Regions from separate parts of the Sus scrofa genome. Here region 1 is linked to region 2. The links are chromatin contacts, called in public Hi-C maps. All regions are on one chromosome and are shown on one strand. The core of a region is the stretch at or near the end of the contact, and the rest is flanking DNA. Distances in the headings are between cores, read along the strand shown.

Region 1 (2,700 bases), core at 166-2,665, 590 kb after region 2:
TCCACGGCTGTGTGGAGTGGACCCACTTAAAGTAGGTCTTCAAGAAACCATAGCAGGGACATCCCGAGATGAAGCTGTCACGACCAGGACTGTAGCTAGAAAGTGAGGAGCAAGTGTACTCTCTGCCTTTCAGGGCCATACAGACTCTTACATCTTAGTTTCATCCACGCTTTGTGACTCCGTACTTTTTCAAAATTCTGGTTCCTTCTCTCTCTCAGTTTGAGTGTGGGTTTTCTTTGGAGGGGAGTAGAACCCAATATGGTTACTCTAATATTAGTTGACCTTTCAACTCAAGGGCCAGCCACCAACTGATAACAGTCTGGCCAAGTATTCAGGAAGAGATCCAAATAGATGTTGGCAACCCAGCAAATTGGCTGGCTTTGGGTCCTGTGTTCATTTTTCAGCAAATCAGCAGAGGTACTGGTCCTGTTCTGAGACATCCAATGTTGCCTTGGGGAGCAGGGGGTGGTAAATGGAGCAGGTCACCTAGAAGGAGCTTTGTACAGAAGAGATAGCCCATTAACAAAGGTAGGTAGTGTGGGGCCAGGGGAAACATTTATTTGGCCTCTCTGAAGTTGGCAGATGCTTTACTTTCAGACTTTTTTTTTTTTCTCTTCATTCCATTGTGATAAAAAGAAAGACTAGCAATTTAGTGGCTGAACAGGATCTGCTGGCCTTACGGAGATAATGAAATATGAAAAAAGTTTTCTTCCTAATGGTGAAGCCAGCATTGTTTTATTAAAATCAAATAAAATTGCAGCCCAAATATTTATATCCTCAAGATTCATGGGACAGAGCTTTGAAAAGGGACCCCCTTTTGTCGGTTAAGATAAATGCTTTTGTCTTCAAAGATATAAAGGTTTGAGATAATGAGGTTAAGAAATTCAAGTTTGGCTTTTTTTCTCTTCTTTTTTTGGTAGGATGCCCTGTGAGGGGGAGGCATAGAGAGGCAATTGTTTAGCCAGGTAATTAACAGTTACTGGGTTTCGTGGCAGTTTAGTGGATCTACATAAAAGGCAAAGTTTTAGGCTTGGTAGCTTGTCAAGTATTTGTCAATTAGAAGCATTTTGACATTTGGGAACTGAGTATCCAGAAAATGCTTTGTTACCATCTTTTTATTCTACCCTGCACCCATACATGTGGGGAGAAAAATAATTGAAGGGTTTTTCTCTGGGATTTTTAGTATGACTTCTCTGTAGGTACTATTGTTTCCAGAAACTAGTGAAGAAATAAATTCATCTCACTGACCTCCTAGTTTCTTTACCCTAAACACTTTACTGTATCTGGCACAGCTTCATATACCCTTTTCTTTGTCCCAAGGGAAGAAACAGCTCATTTTCACATGGCCCAGCTGGATCCTTGAGGGTGAGCTGAGTGGAGGTCACAGCTGTGTAGGTCCACGGAAGGGAACGTGTTGGCCATCTGAGTATTATCGTTTCAGATCTTCCCACCCTGACCCTGCCAACATTCTTTCTGGAGTTAGCACAGAATGTTCATTTCAGAAAGGCAAACAGCCAATTCAGAGACGCCAAGTAGACCGAATCCCATGTCTGCTTGTATCAGGAAGAAAACATTCCTGGTCCTTCATCCTTCTTTTTCTCCAAAGGCCCCTCTTTTCTCTCATGCAGAGTGGCTCCCTGTCAGCAGTGAAAAGGACAGCCATGTTCCCCCTAAAATTAATGCTTAGCACAAACTGTCGGACTGGTAAGATGTGAATTTCTTTGAAATCTTCCAGAGTAAATATGAGCAACTGCCTCTTTTCCCTCTTTTGTGCTTCTTGGGCATTCAAGTCAGTGAGCTCGACTCTGGCTCCTGTGATAATCTAGATCTCAATATGATGTTGCTGATGGAATCACAGGTTGGCTTCCTTGGTCAGCAGTCAGCCTGGCTTATGTGGCTCCACTAAACACTGACTATAAATATCAGGCCAAAAGCACCCCACAAAAATGGCAGCACCCTCAGTCCTGGGGAGGTCAAAGGAGCAGAAGCAGTGCATGGAGACAGGTGCCTGCCTTGTGTTCATGATCATCAGGGAACTTGATCATTTTTACTCCAGCATGTGTTTTCTTCTACAACAGTGGCTCTCAGATGATAGCACTTTGGCCATGCCAACTTTTCCTTTCCAGGACTATTGGCTTCTGCAGTTTAAAATATGATACTGCCTATAATTTTCTCTAGCCATGAGTTTTCCTTAAATGCTTCTTGGAGGTTCTGTTAAAAAGGAAATAAATATCAAAAAGGTTAGTTTATTTTTTCTATTTACATGACTTTTTTATTGAAGTACAGTTGATTTACATCATTATGTTAGTTTCAGGTATATAGACAAGTGATTCAGTTTTACATATATATATAGTATTCAGTTTTATATGTATAGGTTATTATAAGATGCTGAATATTATTCTCTGTGTTATATAGTAAATCCTTGTTGCTTATCTGTTTTATGTGTAGCAGTTTGTATCTGTTAATTCCATACTTTTTTTGTTGTTGTTGTTGTTGTTGTTGTCTTTTTAGGGCCACACCCGCAGCATAGGGAAGTTCGCAGGCTAGGGTATAATCAGAGCTGCAGCTGATGGCCTACACCACAGCCACAGCAACGGGGATCTGAGCCATGTCTTCGAACTACACCACAGCTCATGGCAACGCCAGATCCTTAACCCACTGAGCAAGGCCTGGGATCAGTCTTGCATCCGCATGGATCCT
Region 2 (2,814 bases), core at 247-2,746:
TCCAACAAAACCAGGAAGGACCAAACTCCAAAACAAACAAACTCAACTCATTCCCCACCCTGGGGCAGGGTGTTCACTCCGTTCTGCTAAAGATGGGAGGGGGAGGGCTCCCCAGGAACTTCCTGGCTTTTATTAGTCCCTAATCCCAAATTTAACTTTTCAAAGGTTTTTCTTTTGGAAGTGTGGGTGTAAAACTACTTCCCTAATCACATCTTGTGGGAGGATTTCGAACATGTGTATATTATTTGAAAACCTAGCATCCGGTTGGGATGTTTGGGTGGGTGGAGGACCCTGCGTGGTGGGATGAAACAGCAGGGGCATGATAAAAACAAGTCAAGATGGCTTTTAAACTGAGGCAGAAAAATTAGGCAAAAATTACAAATGGCTAATTACTTTGGCTGAATTACCCATTTAATCAAAAGCCCACCTCCCCCACTTTTAGCACCGCCATAAGAGGGGAAAATAGGGCGCTTAGAAGTCTTAGCGATAAAGATCTCTCTCACCGAGAGCCAAGGGACAAAACTCTAACAGATAAGCCCAGTCCTCCCATTTCCCTCACACGCCTCTCCGCGATTGCTAAAGAGGTTGCGGCTCCCCGAGTAGCTGCCAGGAAATCGGTCCTGCCCAGGGGCGCAGCTTTCACCCAGTCAGGGGTAAGAGGCGCACTTCCTGCACCCTCTCCACCACCAGGCCGGAGTAAGGGAACCTTCCCTCCTCCTGTGAAGCCGCGAGTTGGGAAAACTCTGCCACCGAACCATCGTGGCGCCGGGAAAAGGGGTGTGGGACTCGGAAGGACAGGATTTCAAAAGCCTAGGATCGATATGCCTCCCCACCCCCACCTCTCCCCAGTCGGGAACATGGCCAATGGAAGGCGGAAAAGAAAAGGAAAAGAGAGAGAGAGAAATGAAGAAAAAAATTAAATCTCAAAGCTCAGTCCGAGTGCAAAGGCCATTCGGCTTTGTTTCCAAAGCGGGGGAATTCGCCAGGCTGGGGGGCGCAAGCAAGGAGTGAGCAGGGCGCGCCCCGCCGCGGCGCTACCAAGGCGCGGAAACCCAACACGAAACCCCATCACGCTATGAAGGCAGCCGTCGGCCCCCCTCCTCTCTTCAAACCCGAGCCTGGGCCCCTACAAGTCTCCCGTCCGCGAAAAACGCTGACGGGGTCCAGGGGACAGCTGCCAAAGCCGCTCAAACTGCGGCGTCTTTAAGAGCTAGCTGAACGGGAATCTGGCAAAGACTCGCTGACCCCTAGAAGCAGCTGCCCTTCTCCCGCTTTCCGAGACCCAGCCAGAGCAGCCCTCGGCACCCAAACTGCCCCCGCCGAGTCCACAGCACTCCGGCCTGGCGAGGGGAGAGAAGTGGGCTGTGGGACCCCACAGAGGCGGGAGCCGAGCGTGGCTGCTTTAAGAGCGCGGTGCGCGCGCGCCCGCTGCCGGCAGCCCCGCTGCGCGTCCCCGCAGTCTCCGCGCGTCCTTGATCGCGCGCCGCCGCCACCGCCGCCGCGCGCCCCCTGCTCGCTCGCCGGCTTTAAAGTCTCTGCCAGGATCCATGCTCACATGTTACTTCCTGTATGGAGGCATGGCTAGTTTCCAGCCCCGCGCTCCCCGATCCTCCCCAGCTCGCGCCGGAGCCACAACTTTCAGGAGCATGGACTGAAGGCGCCCTCGCCCCAGCGCCCCTCTGAGATCCTTTGTGTTTTCCTTGGTTTCCTCTAGCCGTTTCTATTTTGGGGGGGCTCTTCGCTCCTCCTGCCACTACCCTCCCCTTCCCTGCTCGCAAACATGCCTCCTTCCTTCCCGGGGCCCTGGAAGGAGCTGCCTGCCTGAAGCCCGGAGACGCTGTGCCGCGCTCAGCCCCGCCGCCGCCCGCCGGCTTTAGGGCTGCGCTGCCGATTCAAGTTGGGGATCCTCGGCTGCTAGCCGCCGCCGCCGCCTTCAGTCCCTGCCTGCCCCGGGCCCCGGGCATCGCCGCCGCGCGCCGACTCCTCGCCCTGCTCGCTCCTATTTGAACAGAAAACAGCCCTTCTCCGCCGAGGATCGTCCCCAGCGTGGCTCCACGTTCCCGGTCACTTTTTGAGATTTTTCCGGGGGGCGCTCAGCGGTTTCCCGGATTCCAGGGGGACTTGGGCCGCCGAGAGCGGGGGGCCCGTTGAGCGGGCGAGCAGGGGAAGAGCCCAGGCTTGGAGGCTCACACGGAGGCAAGAACTTATTCAACAAGTTTACCACCCCCCTGCCTTCCTCTTTTCGATGTGCGTTTTCGGACATGCGGAGGTTACTGGAACCGTGTTGGTGGATTTTGTTCCTGAAAATCACCAGTTCCGTGCTCCATTATGTCGTGTGCTTCCCCGGTGAGTGCCGGCCGCCGAGGGACGCGGCCCTGGCCGGCGCGCGCGGGGGATATGGAGTTATTCCCGGGGCACGGAGCTCAGGCACCCGTCCCCGGGACCCCGGAGAGAGTGGAGGGGGGTCGGGCGCCCATGAAGGGGAGAGGGATACGCTCCGCTGGCTCTGGCAGCATTTAGGGAGGCTGGCGGTTGGGGAGGATGGAAGTAGGGGCTGGCCGGGAAGGGGGCCGGGGGCCGCAGAAGTCTGTGTTTCTCTCGGGTTTGGGGGGCCTAAGGGGGCCGGAGTCGGGAGAAAAGAAGACTCATTCTGCTGATTCGCCGCTGTTCGGGGGAGCTAGAGCTCTGGGGTTTTTGAGACCGGGGCAATGGGGAGGATGCCTTTGTGGGTTTGGGGGGCGCAGGGTGCGCCCCTTGCTCAGACGGGGTTTGAAGGAGCTTATGGGGGGGCGTGATTTGCTGCTCCCCGACCCT

Evidence for each region. Hi-C and Micro-C count contacts between places; a contact is called where the count stands out from the background.
Region 1: a contact with region 2 is called in a Hi-C map of skeletal muscle, with 4 times the contacts expected there. The contact joins the enhancer-like site here to the promoter of PTPRG in region 2. A contact is called at or near these places in 2 of 5 promoter capture datasets (fetal liver and liver), 3 of 47 Hi-C or Micro-C datasets (liver, mesenteric adipose tissue and skeletal muscle) and 1 of 2 datasets of contacts at active chromatin or transcription factors (skeletal muscle).

Annotation. Positions count from the first base shown.
Region 1 is chr13:43,720,431-43,723,130 of Sscrofa11.1, forward strand. All of the region lies in intron 8 of PTPRG (receptor-type tyrosine-protein phosphatase gamma), which reads left to right. Among named protein-coding and RNA genes, the nearest start is that of C13H3orf14, 180 kb to the right of the region's middle. Within about 2 kb of position 1,416, at least 7 of the 83 cell types and tissues checked have an H3K27ac peak or open chromatin away from gene starts, as enhancers often do. A contact at or near this core is called in mesenteric adipose tissue and skeletal muscle, where this site is marked.
Region 2 is chr13:43,131,290-43,134,103 of Sscrofa11.1, forward strand. It overlaps PTPRG (receptor-type tyrosine-protein phosphatase gamma), which reads left to right and starts at 1,497. Exons shown (of 31, transcript XM_021070772.1): 1 at 1,497-2,346. The coding sequence starts at 2,329.